2 separate regions of the Mus musculus genome follow, and region 2 is linked to region 1. A link is a contact called in public Hi-C data. All regions are on one chromosome and are shown on one strand. Each heading gives the region's core, a stretch centred on a gene start, on an enhancer-like site or on the middle of the called end of the contact. The rest is flanking DNA. Distances are from core to core; before and after follow the strand shown.

Region 1 (6,304 bases), core at 1,816-4,315:
GAGACTACAAGTCTTTCATGGACTAGTCTAGATCCACCATGTTGGAAACAGCCAATACCGAACACTTAAAATGTACCCAGCTGGCAGAGATTATTAATCACCCAAACCAGGTACCTGGCCAAGAAGGATATATCCTTGGGTTCCAAGAAAACAAGAGGTTTGCTGCAGACAAAAAAAACCCAAAACAGCCCATTTGGCAGTGAATTCAGAAATAAGTCTCTGCCAAAGGGAGGACAAGACAACCAACTTCCAGGACTCAGTTTGAGTAGCTGCGGCGACTGCCTATACCCCTCTCCTGTCCCTTCCATGCTTCTCATTAGCCATGGAATATCTGTGTTCCACAACAGCAACTAATTCTGGGCCATAGTTGTACACTACTCATCCAGCTGGCTGCTTTTTGAGTGCCAGTGTCAGCTCCGCCATCTTCATTCACCCCTGAATTTTTCTCCTTCTCCCTGTTTTCCGCCGTAAAGCATAAACACACTCCGGGAGGGATTTTCCTGGGCTCTGCTGAGGACGACCTCTTTTGTCCTGTTCACCAGGCAGCTTATCATCCCAGCTTGTTCTGGTGATGGCGTCCTAATTGTGATCCTCTCTTCTCTTCGTGTCCTGGCCTCCCAAGTGCATGGACTACCTCATTACAATCAGGAGAGTGTCCAAACCCCTCAGCATTGAGACAAGGTTGCAGGTGGTACACAACCTGCAGTTCATGGCCCAGTGGTATACAGCTCTGGTACTGTTTGGTAGAAATACAAATTGGGGGCTGGGGACTAAAAACATTATAGCACACTTGACAGCACTGCCTTACCTCATACTCTCTCAAGCCAACCGTAGCTCCCAGCTTTCTTGTCCCACTAAGAAGGGCTCTTAGGTTGGAAAAAGGAAGATGTAATAAATACCAGAAAGTACTCGTGGCTCCTAAAAGACGGTGTTTTTATAGATGGAGAGAGGACACCTGTAGGCTATCATTTTAGAAGGATTCTTTAGAACTTGTTCTCAGTCAGTTCCTGCCCCACCTCCAAACAAGAACTTCTAGGCCTCTTAAGGAAGGGGGAATTAAGGATTAAAAAATGAATAAAAGCATGCATTTAGAGGTATATTTCCCTCCTTTTGGCCCCAAGTTTCAGTATGGAACTGTGTGATCTTGTGTTCATTTAAAATTTTAGTATTTTGTTCAGAGTTCTAGTTAGCATTAACTGTCAGTTTGACACAGCCTAGAGTGCTCTCTAGGGCTACTTGGGTTTGTCTCCTCCCCAACCAAACGTTATGGAGTGACCCTTCCACATTCTAAAGAGCAGAGCCAGTACTGTGTTCCTGTCAGTACTCTCCAGGCTTCAGGGCCAAGATCTTGTCCGTGGTAAGATAGGAATTGTGAATTAATGCCAGAAGGACTTACTGGAACATGGAACAGTCAAGCCACGTAAGTGACTGACCTGTGACGTCTTTTGGATTTCCCAAGCCTCTCTCACCACACAACCCCTGTGAAACAAACAGAAAAGAATTTACTCCTTGTTCACCACCCATCATACCTGTTCCACACCCACCCTCCATAGCATCTTTACAAAGCTGAAGAATTGCACCTTCCCGTCCTACAGTGGTCTCATTCACTTCAGCCCCCATGCTTGGGGTACTAAATCCAAATTTATAAAATAAAATGTAAAGAATTCAATTTCCTTACTTTTTACTTGTAGGCTGAGAATTTGCCATGTCAACCAAGTTAAAGTAGTTGAGAGAAACTCGTCAGAAGGGCAGGCTATATCATACCCTCCTCTGTCTTGATGTTAGAAATAAATTTGAGGGCTGGAGAGATGGCTCAGCGGTTAAAAGCACTGACTGCTCTTCCAGAGTTCAAATCCCAGCAACCACATGGTGGCTCACAACCATCTGTAATGAGATTGGATGCCTTCTTCTGATGTGTCTGAAGACAGCTACAGTGTACTTACATATAATAAACAAATCTTTAAAAAGAAGGAAAGAAGAAAGAAAGAAAGAAAGAAAGAAAGAAAGAAAGGAAGAAAGGAAGGAAGAAAGAAAGAAAGTTTGAGGTTGAAAATTGTTGGGAGCTGACTCTTAGCAGAAACTACTACCATCTCTGCAGCCATCGCGGGCTATTTACTTACAGGTTGGTACTTTTCCACCCTGATGAGAGACTTGTTTTCCTAGCATGATGTTTTTGCAAGCAGCCCACCACAGCTGAACACACTATAATAATATCCTGTTTTTCTCAGACACATCCTGGACTCCCCAGCTTGTGCTTATATACCCTGTCTTGTTTCCATTCTTCGAATCTCTTGCCCCTCCATCCCCACTCTCTCCCTTGCAGACAGACCTGCAGGCCGGTTCAGAAAAGAAAGAGACCACCACTCCAACTATTGTGTCTAGACAAGACAAATTTATGTTTATCAAGAGGGTGTGCTCAGAAGGTTAAAAAGAATCAAATTCCTTGTCCTAAACACAAGTTTTATAGCACTTGGTGGAAAATACTCACATTTGATTATTTCTTACACTTAAGTAGTTGGAAGAAACTTTCTCTGGGACCAGTAGGTTTAGAAGCCTGGTGGTAAGGGCTTGGGCAATTAACATTTGTTGGACAAGGAATTTATCCAGAGGTCATTTTCGGTTTTTTTGAAGGACAGTTTTTTGCCTTGTGGGCCATGGAAGAATTATAACCTCCCTATCATTTCAAAGTTGGAATGCCTTCCCCTGTGTCTCTTTCCCCATCATTCCTTCCTTGCTAAGTGGACAGGGCTCAGAGCAGCAATTCCGAGTGCAGGTGGGGGTGAGTGGCAATGGGAGTCCGAGGCTGGCAACAGAGACCATGGATTGGAAATGAAGCAATGGGTTTGGGACCCAAAGGCCAGGTAGGGTTAGTGTAAGATTTAGGGAGAGGCTTTGAGGATACGAGATATAAAATGCGTGGAAGAAGAGACCAAAGACTCAGAAACAGACTGGCAGGGACAGCAGCGCCCCCGCAGGGCTGACCGCGGGGTGGGCGGGGCATCCCGGGGGCGGGGCTGGGGCCGGGTGACAGTTACATAACTAACCTGTGCTAGCGGCCGCCGAGCGGTTCGGGCGGCGGGGGCGGGGGCGGGGCCGGGGTGGTGCCAAGGCTGCAGCGGGCCGGGCAAGATGGCTGCCGTAGAGGCCGAGACGGGGCTGCTGACCCTGGAGTCGCTGCCCACCGACCCTCTGCTGCTCATCTTATCCTTCGTGGACTACAGGGACCTAATCAAGTAATGGGGCGGTGCTCTCGGCAGGGGTGGGAACGTGGAAGGAGGCAGGGAAGGAGGCCCGGGGTCGCTGGCTGGACGTGGGCTCCCTCCGCAGCAGGGTGACTGCAAGGCGGCCGTTATCCCGCATAGCGCCCCGGGGGGCTGAAGGAGACTCGGGGGAGCGGTCTGGGCATCCAGGTCTTACCCCTGCCCAGGCCTAGGTCCCCGGGAACTTAGCGCCCTCTCCCTCAAGCCTCGGCTAGGCCGGGTTGCGGAAGAGAGAGGTGGCTCCCTGGTCCTGCACCCCGCGGACCCTCGCTGGCCCTTTGGGGCCTGGTCTAGCGCTGTGGAAAGGCCACTGTCTCGGCCCACGCGCATCCCTGTCGCGCCTGGGGTCCCTGATGACCAGAGCCCTCGTGGGCAGGTAGAACGCGCGCGAGAAGGCCTGCGACCTTCTGACTCTGATGCCATCGTGATCGCGGGCAGCATACACTTTGTCTTGTGTCGGCGACTTTTTTGGCTGTCAGTTTCCCTTTTTATGGTGGGTGGTTGGATTTTGGGTTTTGTCACCGACTTCCGGTGAGGCCTTACAGGTGACTGCAGTTACCTTAGGGTTTCCCAGATGACCAGCATTTACTCCAAAAATAAACACCGGGCATGCGAGAATTCTTTCAGAAACCAGGACTGTTTTAGCGTGGAGGGACAAATGGTCCTGCCGTGTGCCCCTTTCTTGTCACCCTCACCCCCTGTGTCAGGATTGTTTACATTCTTGACCGCATAGCCTGGGTTTCTTGTGCTTCCGTATATATTTGTGGAGGCTGCAAAATGGCCCTCTCACATGGGGAAGACACACTTTTGGTTTTTGCTTCATTACTGGAATCTGGGCATCTATGTCCTCTGTTTTTAGGGGCCTTTAAGAGGTACAGATTTCTTGGAGTTACAGGTAGCTAAGTGGTGGCAGAGATATTTCCTGGGTTTTCTGTTATGGCCTCCACTCGTACCTGCTAAGACATTTGTCTTTCCAAAAAACACACTTCCCCCTACTCAGCCTGTACTAACACACAGAAAGTTTTTCTGTAGGAAAGGTTGGCCAGCTCAAATGTATTTCATCTGAAATAGTTTATTGCTATAACTTCTTATTTAGATAGCCTTCTTTCTTTGCTTGCTTGCTGCCAGAGTTACCTTCTAAAGACCAATCTGGCTGTCATTTTTCTTAAAAGCCCATGACATCCCTGTTTACAACACTGGACCCTGAACTTCTGCAGTATTTAAGGCCCTTACCCAATAGCTTATTATCTAAGGCCTTTCAGGCCTCTCCTCCACTATCATATTTTCTCAGCCCATCAGATGGCACAACACTCGCACATGGTTGTGTATGCTCAGTTCCCTGTCCGGAATACTTCACTCTCCTCAGTTTAGCAACCTTACTCTCCCACTATCTTCTCCAACTAGAGTTTGTAGTAATAAAGTGTGCATTGCTAGAGTGTAAAGATATTTATTTTTGTATTCATCTGCTCAGGTTTGTTTGTTTTGTTTTGTTGAATGTCTGCCATGTGCCAGTTAAATGTAGGATTACAGTAGTGAGTTAGAGAGATATGGTCTTTTTTTTGTAGCTTGACTACTATAGACAAGATGGAAAGTCAAACAAGTATGTAATTACAAAAGGGGCCAAGTATTGGGAAGGAATATGTATATTGCATTGGAAAGGAATGTGGAAGACAGGCTGACCAACTCACAGTGGAAGACATGAAGTGTGGCACAGTGCACTTCTGTCCTGGTGAAGGGAACAGTATTGAGAGGCTGATGGGTCTCTTAACAATAGTGTGTCCTGTTTAACTAGAAAAACAAGAAAGCAGGTTTTGCTGAAGGTAGAAATGACTAACAGGCAGGTTGCATGAAGTGTGGCTGATGAGATTGTGTAGCCTCTTGTAAGAAGAGACTTTTAGTTCAGAGCTTCTGGTAGGAATCAGAATTTAAAGCTGAAGTGATATGACCCCTCTGTAAACATTTGTGGAAGCGAGCGGAGCTGAATCCTATTTCGACTACAGACTCACCTGGCATACTGCAGTTTCTTTCTTGCCCATTACAGTCAGTCCAACTTTGCCTAGCATACAACCTGTTGCCAAGCTCTAACAGTTTGGGTGCATATTTGCTTAACTGTGTTCGGTTGAGCTGTATCAATCTATTGGGAGTCTAATTTGACTCTGAGATAGTATGTTGCTTTCTCCTTATTACTCCCAGGGTAATTATACTAACTTACACATTAGGTAGACTTTAAACACTACTGCATTGCAGCTTTGTGGGTAGTAAGTAGAAATAAGAATTAACAATTACTGTTTTAATCTTTGATTTTTATCCCCCCCCCCCTTTTATACTAACTGAATCTGGTTACTGCCAGTTGTTGCTATGTTAGTCGAAGACTTAGCCAGCTTTCAACTCATGATCCACTGTGGAGAAGACATTGCAAAAAATACTGGCTGATATCTGAGTAAGTATTCTGTGAACATTCCTTCCTTTGTGGACGTGGTCTAGGTTTTTTTAAGAATACATTTTTTATTGTTGGAGGCAGGGACTGGGTCTCTAGTTCAGGCTGGCCTTGACCTTGTGGCAGTCCTGTTTCAGCCTCTACTGGGTTGGGGTTAGAAGTGTGAACTGCCACACTTGGCACTAGAGCAGTGGTTCTCAACCTTCCTAATGCAGCGACCCTTTAATGCAGTTCCTCATGTTGTGACCCCCAACCATAAAGTTATTTTTAATTGCTACTTTATAACTGTAATTTCGCTACTGTTATGAATCCTGAGGTGAACATCTGATATGCAGGATGGCCTTAGGTGACCCCGTGGAAGAGCCGCTCAGCCCTCAGAGGGGTCACGATGTACAGACTGAGAACGGCTACACTAGAGTCACTTTTAGTTGATATACGATAGATAATTGCTCATGTCTACGGGGTAAAGTATAACTCAGTGGACATACACAGTATATAATAAGAAGGCTAATTTGCATTTCCATTTCCTTAAGTGTGTAGTATTCACTGTATTTGGAGCTTTCTGAAGCCCTGCTTTTAGTTCCTTATAACATGTTATAAAACGTAC
Region 2 (7,084 bases), core at 2,332-4,831, 150 kb after region 1:
AAAATATATACTGTAGGAAGGTATCAGTGGGTATCATTCACACAGGTAAGTCTTGCTCTCAAAGATCCCAGACGTCAGAGCTATGCTATATTCATGTTTGTGCCGGATAGTTCTATGTCAACTTGACACAGGCTAAAGTCATCGGAAAGGAGGGAACCTCATATGAAAATGCTTCTATAAGATCAGGCTATAGACAAGCCTATACGGCATTTTCTTAACTAGTGATTAATGTGGGAGGGCCCAGCCTATTGTGGGTGGTGCCATCATGGGCTGGTGGTTATGGGTTCTATAAAAGAGCTGCCCAAGCAAGCCATGATGATCAGAGGAGTAAGCAGCACTCCTCCACGGCCTCTGCCCCAGCTCCTGCCTTCAGGTTCCTGACTTCCTTCAATGATGGACTTCAAATAATGGATGTGTAAGCTTTTTCTCCCCAACTTGCTTTGGGTCACAGTGTTTTATCACAGCAATAGAAATCCTAACAAAGGCTGGGCAGTGGTAGCGCAAGCCTTTAATTCCAGCACTTGGGAGGCAGAGGCAGGTGGATTTCCGCCAGCCTGGTCTACAGAGTGAGTTCCAGGACAGCCAGGGCTATACAGAAAAACCCTGTCTCGAAAAAAAGAAAAATCCTAAAAAAGATGGTGCTGTAAAAACACTTTTACTTTTTGTTAGTATTAACTTAGTACATATACATTTGTGAATAAATTAAAAACACAGCATGAAAAAGAAGTTAGGCATCTCGTCTACTCTTGTTGCCAAGTGAGAACTTGTCTGTATGTAGTTAAAGATCAAAAGTAGGCTCTCCATGTACCTTAAGACTAGGTTTGTTAGCAAACAATTATAGTAACAATAGCAAACAATTTCAAGTATTATTTTATTTTAACATACACAAAAGCAGGTCATGGGATAGAACATAAAATTATCCCTTTATACGAGGACACATATGCCACTGGGGCAGTTTTAGAGAAAGGACTTTTGATCGTTGTCTGGGAAGTGGGTTTTCTTTTTTATTTTTCTTTTTTATTAGATATTTTCTTTATTTATATTTCAAATGCTGATTCCCTCTGAAAACCCCCTATCCCCTCCTCCCTCTCCCTGCTCACCAACCCACCCACTCCAGCTTCCTGGCCCTGGCATTCCCCTATACTGGGGCATAGAGCTTTCACAGGACCAAGGGCCTCTCCTCCCATTGATGACCAACAAGGCCATCCTCTGCTACATATGCAGCTGGAGCCAACAATGTTCCAAGTAAATGGCCCCAAGAAACAAGCTGGAAGTGGGTTTCCTAAAAGCCAGCACACCCGGCTGTTAAGATTTTGTTTGGAGATATCCTCTAAATAATGAATCTGACTTCTAGAAGAACGTTTCTATATAAAGCAGAGAACATTTGGAGTTGAATTCAAAGCCTAAGGGTCTTTAATTCACGCTCCATTGTAAAGGAGAGGAATCTGAGGCCAGAGCAATTAAATGATTTGCTCAAAGTTGCCCGGCGGTGGGCATGTTGACCTGGGCATATCCCACTGTCCTCTGGGCTCATCAATGCTGGTTCCTACCCCCACATGGCCTTCCTCCCCACATTTTCAATTCTTCCTAGTACAGAATGGATATTTGGTGCCAGATTACCCCCAGGAAGGAGATTAATGTCACCGAGGTGAGCTGAGCTAACTTTTTGCCACTTTTCAGTACTGTTACACATCTGTAGTCAGAAAAGTAAATATATTGTGTGAATGTAGAGTTGTGTGTTAGGCAGGGCAAGGGTCTTAGTAATGCTCCTTACCCTTCATCTCCTCCTTAAGATCCTTGGGGTGGGGCTGTGCAATGTGTGGGGTGGGGTGGTGGTGGGGGTGAGCAGGGCACCGCTCTGAATTGGGTTAGTGAAGGTTAGCACTGCCTTTGGTACAGGGAAGTAGACACTGCCCTGACTTCCCTCAGTAATGAACAGGGCCGTGAAGTGTAGGGCAAAATAAACACCCTTGTCCCCCAGATGCCGTGCTCACGGTGTTCCGTCACAGCGACAGAAACCCCAACTAAGACACTGTCTCATGAATTCCAACTGTCCTAGGAAGGGCCACATCCCTCCTAACACCACAGTCCTTTGAGTCATCTGATGTCCACCTAGGAAGGGAAACACCTTCCAAACCCTCTGCCTGCAGAAGGGGGTCATGCTTGTTCTGGTTTTAATGGGACAAATACCGCTTTCAGCCTTAGTTGCTCTTTAGGCTGTGTTAAGGAGACAGCAATTAGTAAAATTGTGACCTGACCCCAAAGGACTATCCTTCAATGACTATAAGCTGGCAGAGGTGAGAAGCTGACATGCCAGGTATTGTTCCCAGAGCTTTGCATACACTGACATTTTAACTCTTACGATAACCTACTGCAATATTAACACGTATGATTATTTTTATTGTACAGATGAGAAAGATAAGGCACTGAAAAGTCAAACAAAGCCCTCGTCCACTGTACACACACAAACAGAACTTTTCCCATCCCATAGGTGTGTGCTCTGATCAAAGCAGGAACAGTCTTCTGAGACAAGGACAGAGATACAATAATTACTAAGATTGTCTCAGAGACCATGAGGATAGATGCATCACTATATAAGCAGAAGTGCTTCTCAGCAATATCTGTCAATAAGCAGTTAGCTGTTCCCAACTGCTCCTTGGGGGTTATGAACTCCTCTGGGGTTCCGTCTGGGTTATGCCATCCATAGCCCTCAATCCAGAGCTCTATGTCTGAAGCCATTGATCAGCTGCTAAGTGAAAGAAATCCATATAGCGGGTGTTCACGTTTGCTTGAGGACCTGTGCTATGCTTGCCCTGTGAGGAGGAGTCTACCGCATGTATTGCCTTGCTTAGCCTCACAGGTACATAAAACAGATGTGTCCATTTTCAGATGGCGGTACTGTGACCACTGGTTTACTTGGCCCTTGCCCCTTCCCTTCCCTTCTGTTCACTTATGATGTCTTATGCTTAGACATACACATATGAAGCCTTCCCACATTGATGGTGGGCTTGAGTGCAGAGTCTGTCTGGAGTCGTATTTGGGAATGAGAATGTATATTTAAGGCTATTTAACCTGCAAGTTAGCGTATTTACTTCTCAACTTCCTAGTGAAAAATCCTGGGAAATTATTTGTGTGTGTGTGTGTGTGTGTGTGTATGTGTGTGTGTGTGTGTGTATTAATCGAAGTATACTTTAGAAATTCTGAAAGGAGAAAAAACAATGAAGGAATGGCTGCTAATAATAAGAAATAGAACGCACAGATAAGCCAAACAAAGAAAATCAAACCCATTGTAATCTGCCAGAATGACTACAGCTAACACTGTGACCTCTGTGTATGTCCTTCCAAATGTTTCTATGCATAGGGAAGAGGTTATAGATCATAAATGCCCAACACCTCCAATCCCCGACCCCAGACAGAACAGAGAATGACACGTTGCCCGTGACAGCCTTCCCTTCTAAGGCACTCGTACTCCGACATCAAATCCTCTGGTTTTTGTGATAGAGAACAGGAAGTGGGGGCAGCAAACTTGAGAGAGGAAGGGTGTGGACTGCAGGGTTTTTAAAGTAGGCGTTTTCTAGAGAAGAACAAAAGTAGCTGTGACGTGTGAAGGAGAGAACTTAAAAAGGACCACATCTTAGTCAGGGGTTCTCCTGCTATGATAAATATCATGGCCAAAAGCAAACTGGTGGAAAGGGTTCGTTTGACTTGATCTTCACTTTACAACCCACCATCAAAGGAAGTCAGGTCAGGCCCTCAAGGCAGAAACCTGGAGAGAGGACCGAAAGCAGAGAAGGAATAACAGACACTGGCTTGTTCTCTATGGATGGTGCTCAGCCTGCTATTGTTGTAACCAGGGCCATCTGCCCAAGCTGTCACCACACACAGTGAGCTGGGCATGCCCACATCAAGCACTAACTCAGAAAGTGCTAAGTAGACTCATCTATAGTCCAACATTCTGGAGACACTTTCTCAGTCGAGAGTCCCTTTTCCCAGATGACTAGCTTGTGCTAGCTAATACGACATAAAACTAACCAACATGACCTCTGAGTATGATATCACATGAAAAATATGAATTGAGGATTAGAGATGTTTACAAATTACTGCTGTTAGCATAGTTCTTTGGTTTAGATACTCTTTCAAAATATCCTGTCTGTATTACGATTTTATAAACAGAAAATAAGCGGACACATGTATGTAAATGGATACAAATATGTAAAGTTTTAAAAAGTTTATTTAACTTTTATTTATGTGTATGTATGTGTGTCTGTGTGAGGATATGCCACATGCATGCAGGTGCCCTCAGAGGCCAGAAGAGGGTGTTGGAACCTTTGCAAATGGAGTCCAGGTGGTTGTAAGTCAATCTGATGTGGGCGCTGGAAGAACAGCAAATGCTCTCAACTGCTGAGCCATCTCTCCAGCCCCATGTAAAGCTTAAAAAATACACATTTGTGTGTCTATATATTATTATTATATAAGTACTATATATAATATTATATGTCAATGAATATCACTCATAAGAAATATTTTAAAGAATTTCATAACCATATTATATGGAATTTTAAGATTATACTTAATATAGCCTACTCTTTTCGATGGTCATCTGATATCTCACTATATAAAGCAAGCTGTAAAAGATATTCTTGTGACTAAACTTGTATATAGCCATGTGTTTACCCCTAGGCTAAATTCACACAAGTGAAATTGTTGGTATAGAGAATATGCATATATTTAAGGTTTGGGGTAGTTATGAATTTTCTCGTGGTAGATTACAACCTATAGAAGAAATCAAGACCATTCTTTCTCCCCTGAACACAGGGGCCCTGGTTTTGGGTGCTCTGCTGCCCTCACACAGGACAATCACCTGCAGTTCTAATCACACTGTTTTCTTTCTTTAAAAGAACTTTCTATATTTGGTTTCTTTATTATTTTATGTGTTGAAGTATTTTGCCTAGGTGTGTGTGTGTGTGTGTGTGTGTGTGTGTGCATGCGCGCACTGTGTTCATGCCTGCAGAGGTCAGAAGGAGTTGGATCCCCTAGAACCTGAGTTACAGACAGTTGTGAGTGGCCAGGTGCATTCTGGGAATTGGTCCTGGGTCCACTTGAAGAGCAGAATGTATTCCTTATTACTGAGTCAACTCTTGGGCCCTACATGTTATTTTCCAAAGAGCAAGGGAGTCTCATACAGCAAGGCTGCCTACACAGTGGGTAAAAATTTATGTGACCTCAGTTTCTTTCTGAAACTCCCTGGGAACAAATTTGAGGGACATTATAGCTCTGCTAGGGACTCCATAGGACATATGAAACTACTTCACAAACTTAGTCCTACTGTTTGGCCTTGGGGAATATTTTGTAGCCTGAAGTCTTCAACAAAATTAATAACTAGTTTTGAAAAAAATACACTAATGGAAAGATGAGCTACTGACCAGCAGAAAATATTAGAATCTATATTCAGGATATGTAAATGACATTGATAAATGAATAAGAGATATCCAGTTTAAAAATGGTACATTATGCTTGAAAAGATACCTCAACAAAGGACATTATCAAAATGTCCAATTTGCAGGTATCATCAGTAACTGGGAAAATTGTATCCCTTCAGATTCAGTAGAATGAGTTAAATAAAAACAGTCTAATAACAGTGAATGCTGGTGAGGCAGAGAAATAGGGTTGAATAGTCATTGCTGGCGAGAGGGAAACGGTTTGATGCTTTCTAGGTTTGCAGTTTAGAAAAAAAGTCAGACCTGTGTATCTACTCTACAAGCCAGCAACTTTATTCTGGGTTGTCTGAAACAGATGAGGGCATGTTTACAACATAGCTAAGTTCTCAGCGTATTCTTCATACTAGGTCTAAAGTGAAAACAACCTGAATATCCCACAATAGGGTGACGAATAAGCACAAGGCATTGGGTTTTTATGAGAACAGTAATAGAAAAGAACAAGACACTGGTAATGCAGTGGGATAGGCGAAGCTGATCTGGAGAAGTCAGACACATAGTACGTACTCAACAATTCATTTAGAAGAGTCCAGGAGAAGCAGGGCTGTGATGGTGGATATCAGATAGGCAGTCGCCCCTGGACAGGTAGTGCTTGAAAGAAGAGAGAGGGAACTATCTGGGGTGTATGAGAGAGAGGAAAATGTTTCGTATTTTGATTAGGCTGATGGTCACAAGGGTATGCCCATTTACTGCAGATATGAACAGTTTACTATAATATATCAGTTTCACCATGATAAAAGAAATAAAATGGGTTGGAACAGCATAGCTGGTTTGGTGGGGGCTGCTCAAGGAAGATCTGCCTAAGGAGGTGATATTACCGAAGACCTGAAGGCAAAGGGGCTGGCTATGTACTTACTACAGGGCAGTCTAACAGAAAGTCTTACGGTAGGAAAGGGCTTGGAATGTGCAACAGAGAAAGGACCATTATGGAATGAAATTGTGACCCCCAAATTCATACCCTGCAGTGGTACTCCCCAGGACCTCAGAATGTGATCCTGGTTGGAAGGTCAGAGTTTTAGAGGTTGATTAAGTTAAAATGAAGTTATCTGAGTGCACCCTAGCTCAACAGTACAGATGTCTCTCTAAGGGTGGACATATGGACACAGACATCCACAGAGGAAGACAGCGTGAGCACTTGGCAGGACTTCCATCCGCACACCAAGGAGGGAAGAGATTCTCTCCACCGCTCCCTACAGCAAACGAGTCCTGCTCACACGGTGACCCAAGACTTTGAGTCCCTAAAGCTCTGAGGACGCCAACTTCCCTTGTTGACACCATTTTGTGTCCTGGCAAACCAAGACATAACCTTGTGGCTGAAGGCCAAATTGTCAGAATTGGGACTGACCCGACAAGGTCCCAAAGGCCACAGTAAGAAGGCTGGACTGTTTTCAAAGGGCAATTGCAGACACCTAGAGACTTCTAAGCAGGAGGGAAGCGTGGCTGGAATTTATGGGGAGTTACTTAGGAGGCTCTTGCAATGCTCCAGGCAAGAAGAGATGGCAGGCGTTTGATGAGAGTGGTCATGGGCAGAGACAATGCCAGTGAGTTCCAGACATTTTGGCAAAGGACCAGCAGTGCTTGTTGATGGA

The links. A called contact is a pair of places that touch in the nucleus more often than the background predicts.
Region 2: a contact with region 1 is called in a Hi-C map of CD4 T cells, with 2.8 times the contacts expected there. The contact joins the enhancer-like site here to the promoter of Fbxo3 in region 1. A contact is called at or near these places in 1 of 39 promoter capture datasets (fetal liver) and 2 of 484 Hi-C or Micro-C datasets (CD4 T cells and the G1E-ER4 cell line).

What each region holds. Positions count from the first base shown.
Region 1 is chr2:104,024,734-104,031,037 of GRCm38.p6, forward strand. It overlaps Fbxo3 (F-box protein 3), which reads left to right and starts at 3,066. Exons shown (of 11, transcript NM_212433.1): 1 at 3,066-3,233; 2 at 5,611-5,700. The coding sequence starts at 3,130. 4931422A03Rik (RIKEN cDNA 4931422A03 gene) reads right to left here and starts at 3,628. Exons shown (of 5, transcript NM_175161.3): 1 at 3,045-3,628; 2 at 2,489-2,554; 3 at 1,397-1,479. The coding sequence starts at 2,490.
Region 2 is chr2:104,169,305-104,176,388 of GRCm38.p6, forward strand. The region is part of intron 16 of D430041D05Rik (RIKEN cDNA D430041D05 gene); the gene reads right to left. Among named protein-coding and RNA genes, the nearest start is that of A930018P22Rik, 50 kb to the left of the region's middle. Within about 2 kb of position 3,582, at least 31 of the 459 cell types and tissues checked have an H3K27ac peak or open chromatin away from gene starts, as enhancers often do. A contact at or near this core is called in the G1E-ER4 cell line, where this site is marked.